2 separate regions of the Sus scrofa genome follow, and region 2 is linked to region 1. A link is a contact called in public Hi-C data. All regions are on one chromosome and are shown on one strand. The core of a region is the stretch at or near the end of the contact, and the rest is flanking DNA. Distances in the headings are between cores, read along the strand shown. Region 1 has its middle 76 kb from the start of P3H2. Region 2 has its middle 8.7 kb from the start of TMEM207.

Region 1 (2,512 bases), core at 4-2,503:
AGTTGTTTTTTAAGTATTTTATTCCTTTTTACATTTTCAAATTAAAGTATAGTTGGTTTACAATGTTGTGCCAATTTCTGGATATTCTTTAGTCTTTACATTTTTTTTTTAATTCACCACCTCCTATTCTAACCATCCACATCAATTCGCACATCTGCTCATTCTACAAAAGCTCACTTAATATAGTGAAAGGGTTCCCAAGTGCCCAAAATGACAACCAACATTTTCACTGAAGTCTAGGTTTATGGGAAAATGATTTTTTTCACTAGGTCTTTAAGAACAACGATTTCACACCTAGCCCTATGTAGATCAGGTATTTGGAGATTGTGATGAGGCAAAAAAAATGTTTAAGTGCTTGCTAAGTTGCAAAAGAGAATTAGAGGGGATTTTACTTAAAAAAAAATCCCTTGGAAGTCAGTATATAACATTTGCATATCATGTACATTGGTATAATGTATACATTTGTATACTTTGTACAATTTATCATTTTCAGGACACTTTCACATATGTCATCCCATTAATCTTTTGCAAAAAGGTAGGCTGGGCAGGTATCATTTGGCCCATTTTACAGATGATGAAACTGGAACACAGAGGGATTGAAGTGAGTTGCTCAAGGTTGTCCTCATAAGAGTTGCTGCAACCATAAGACAAAGCCCAGTTCTTCTGATTCCTAACTCACTGCTCTTTCTTCTGCCTCCCTGTCCTCAGTGCTTACCACACGGACAAAAAAAAAAAAATTATGGTTTGGTTTGTTAAAGCCTGGTTACAAGTTTCTGGGTAGCAGCATGTAAAAGGTGTCAGACATCACAGTTTTGGTTACTGCAGGTACGCCATCCCCCAGGGGCCCATCAACATGGGTATCTCTCATACTGATCAGTTGAAAACCTACTCCAACCCTGGATTTTCAGATGATTCATCTGCTTGTTTAACTTCCAGCCAAGAATGCAATGTCCTATTCCTTCTGGAATGTTTACAAATGAGAGTTAGAGCCTGGAGGTGGAGGACAACTTGATTACTACAATCATCCCAAATGCTTCTTGGTTTTCTACTCTTAAAAATTATTCTTCTTACCTTTCTTCTTACTTCCTCTATGCTATGTCCCTGATCACCCCAACGCAGAGCAATCTCAATCTCCTTCTCTTTCCCTGCACATTTTAACTGCCCTGTAAGGAACACTTGTAAAGCATTTAGCATTGTGTTTTGCCTGTAGTGATGTTTCACTCAGGGTGTGTGTGTGTGTGTGTGTGTGTGTGTGTGTGTGTGTGTGTGTTCCTTGCCAAATTCTCTGCGGTCAGGGACAAACACGTTTCATGTTTCCTCTTATAGTGAATGATGGAAATAAGGAATAGAGGCACAGAGTGAAAACTTTTTTGAATTTGGAATCAGACAATCTGAATCAATTTCTCATTAGCCATAGGACCCTGAACAAGACATTGAAATTTGAGCTTTCGCTGCATCATCTAGGAGATAGAATATTAGTAAATAAATGAGATATGTATCAAATATGTTTAAAAGTACTTTGTAAACTCATAAGGGTTGTATGAATGTGGAGCAAGTATTTGTATTTACTTTAAGAATAATGTAGATTAAATAGGAGGAGTCTGCTGGTAACATCAGTCAAGGACAAATGTGTTTGCTCGCCCCCCACAAAAATCTTCATATTTCTATGTCCTGCTATGCAAAGAAATATAGCCACATGGAAACAATGTTATTTATTTGCTTTTATAAAAGCAGGAATTACAAAAGATTTATGATTCAAGGAAAGCTGATATAATCCAGATGCTAAAACTGTTCATTAGGAGCTGTCAACATTGTAGTTTCATGGAATCCAGCTAGTAGGAGGTAAGTTTTGGCTTAGGAAATTCCCCATTTAAATTCTCAGTATTTTTGTAGAAATATTAGGTGACATAGCATAATTCGAAAACCTCTAAGAATAGAAAAATGATTCGCTTTTTAGAATGAGGATGCTGAAGTAAGCAGAACTTGCATATTACCAGCTCCTCTGAAAGTGATCCTAAAACCCAAAGCCCCTATTCTCTTCCTCCTTATCCTCTTTCTGTTGCTACCACATCAAAATACTTCCTGTTTCTGGCCCTGAGACTATTCCACCCCATTCCTTCTCCTCTCTCTTATCCCATCACATACTAATAATAGTTGCTACGTATTTAATACCTACCAGGTGTCAGGAGCTGTCCTGGTGATCTTTGTTATTTGTAACTTTCAAATACATCTTGCCAGAAAGCTTCTGTTGTTCCATGTTATAGAAATCACAATCCCAAGAATCTCAAGTACATAGCTTACATTCCCTCAGTGGATCAGGCGACCAGGATTTAAACCGGGTCCCCAGTGATGCTTGGCCCCTGCTCTCACCAATCAGCATCACTGGACAAATCTCACCTTTTTTCTTTCAAGTTATTTTACTTTAATTACCTAAACAATTTTTTTCCATCACTTGAATCTACCTATAGACAACTTTCAAACGAAATTATGAAAACATTGAACATCCTGCAGA
Region 2 (2,512 bases), core at 4-2,503, 230 kb before region 1:
AAAGGAATACATTTTATCTAATAAGTATACCTTTGAATCAGAAAAAGCAATGCATGTGTGTATGAGTGTGTATATATAATTTAAAAGGAAAAAGTCTTATTTATCAATTCATCTTATATGATTCACCATTAGCTTTTATCATCCATTTATAAGAATGGATGAGAGTTAAGCTACTCAGAAGGAAAGAAATTGCTAGTTGTTGATTTTCTTTAACGATTCTAAGCTACTACGAGTATAATTTCCTAATGCTGTTGCCTGGGAGTCATAAATGTCACCACAAGTGTAATTTTTTGTTCTTATTTTGATTTCTATTGACTAAGCCTTTCCCTTTTCAGCCACTTAGTGTCACCCTATCACAACCCAAATTACAGTCTAAATTACAAAGACAAAGTGCTCCTTTCCTCAGCCATGGTGGAATGCAGACTTCATGGCGCATGAATTGCTCCCTAGGGCATGCAGTAGTCAATCTTTAATTTTCTTTCAAATTCCTTATTTAAGAGAATTCTTGGCAAATTTATGTGATAGAAAAATGAACATTTTTGCTTTTTTGACATTTTGGTGCATTTATAGTCTAAATTATTTTCATCATTCTGTTAAAAATCGGGTTATTAGCATGTCTAACATCTGAGTAATAACCAAGTAAACATATGATTAATTATTAATAATACGCTGAAGTACATGTATTCCTTTTTATGGATTTAGGATGTTAATAACAACTAACACTTCACTTGATATTTTCTCCAGCCAGAGTCAGCTCTAGAGTCACAACTGATCATTGTGTCATCTTACTCCCAAACCTTCTAAGCAGTTTTATTTCCTGAAGGGAAAGACTTGTTGGTCTCTTTATTCTGAGATTCAAGGCCAACATAATCTGGCCCTGCATACCTGGTGCTAGCTCCATTGGAGTCCCTTGGTTGCCATTCCCCAACTGTATCTTCCACAACCTTGACTTTCTCTGAAGCCTGACTTTCTCTGTTACTTCTACCTGAGATGGCCTTGCATTTCAGTTTACCTCCATTCATCCTTTATAATGCATCTTGTCTCTATCTTCAATATCATCTCCTCCATGACATCTGCTATGAAGTAGATATAACATTTTAAACACAAAACACCCCAGGTCAGAAAAATGTTTTAATCATCATCTGGTTAATACTACATTAGTGTGGAGAAATGTTTCCTATAATCCATGACGCCCAGAGCACATTTCTTCTCAAGTCCTATTGTCTATAACTAGGTCACCTATCAGACCTAAACTAATTATTAACAAGGCAAATGAATGGACAACACAAATATCTGAGCCATCCATGGGGTTGAGAGAAGAACAAATGGTTCAATAAAACCAGTGTTACAAGAAAGAAAGAGTAGATTTTTAATAGTTAGCGATAGTTGTTTTTAGTTCTTTTCAATGCAGAAATAATTGCCAACTTTGTAAACCGCAATGGAATTTTCATTACACAATCATCAAAGAAAAACCTGGTCCACTCAGTCTGTGATAGACATGAGAAATAGACTTGAGATCCCATGTCTTTACTCCAGTAACTGGCATTCCTTGCGTACCAACAAAGGTCTGTGGGAGCAAATCTCACTGAGTGACCATCACTGATATTCTTCAATAATAGGATGTTGACTCTGTACCCATGTCTAAAAGGCAATAAGTAGAAATTAAAGGAAGAAGAGGAGCATTTGCGTATGCATAGGGCTGGCGGTCACAGTCATATATTTCAATTCCACCTCTGTTACTTCCTAGCTGTGTGAACTTTGGCAAGTAATCTAAGTTCCATAGCCTTATTTTTTCCATCTGTAGATGGAATGATTTTAAGTAAAATTTAAGTATGGCAAGGCTGAAGTGAATCATTTTTTTGTAAATTGCTTTGCCGAATGACAGAGCTTTAGTAATTAGTAGCTGCAGTTAATACAATCTCTTTGGATCAGAAAGTCATGACTTTTGTTAATACAAGGTATGGAAATAAGGTAAACTTCCTGCAGCATGTATTCTTTCTACAAACCAAACTGAGCCAATTTCTATATGGATGGTTGGTCCAAGCAAGAAACATTTGCCTTTTACTGTCATGACAAAAAAAGTTAGCAAAATTGATAAGCTCTGAATTTTCCCATTATGTCTACTGGATTTTAAAAAATATGACAGTTCAAAATTATTTTTTGATTATCCTTTCTAAGAAAACATTGACTCTAATTTTAATATGAAAGGGAGAAAATCAGGAACCCCAAAATGAAAGTGGGGAGGAAAGTAATGGGAGATATAAAAGAAAATTAAGAATATATATCCCTCACATTGACAAGAGTTTGAGTAATGTTTTGTAAAATAAGATTTGGAAGTTAGAGTCCTAAGCTTTTAATATTTGACAAGACAAAACTTCCACTGAAATTTGTGAAAAGAACAGAGGTAGAGTTTAATATCTTCCACATTATATTTAACAGAGCAACAAACTCAGCTATTTAGCAACTGAAATGTTAATCCAACGGCTTTTAAAACATAACCAGATTTTGCAAT

Evidence for each region. Hi-C and Micro-C count contacts between places; a contact is called where the count stands out from the background.
Region 2: a contact with region 1 is called in a Hi-C map of liver, with 2.6 times the contacts expected there. The contact joins two enhancer-like sites. A contact is called at or near these places in 2 of 47 Hi-C or Micro-C datasets (liver and skeletal muscle).

The regions. Positions count from the first base shown.
Region 1 is chr13:127,646,817-127,649,328 of Sscrofa11.1, reverse strand. No RefSeq gene overlaps it. Among named protein-coding and RNA genes, the nearest start is that of P3H2, 76 kb to the right of the region's middle. Within about 2 kb of position 1,253, at least 11 of the 83 cell types and tissues checked have an H3K27ac peak or open chromatin away from gene starts, as enhancers often do. A contact at or near this core is called in liver, where this site is marked.
Region 2 is chr13:127,878,897-127,881,408 of Sscrofa11.1, reverse strand. No RefSeq gene overlaps it. Among named protein-coding and RNA genes, the nearest start is that of TMEM207, 8.7 kb to the right of the region's middle. Within about 2 kb of position 1,253, at least 3 of the 83 cell types and tissues checked have an H3K27ac peak or open chromatin away from gene starts, as enhancers often do. A contact at or near this core is called in liver, where this site is marked.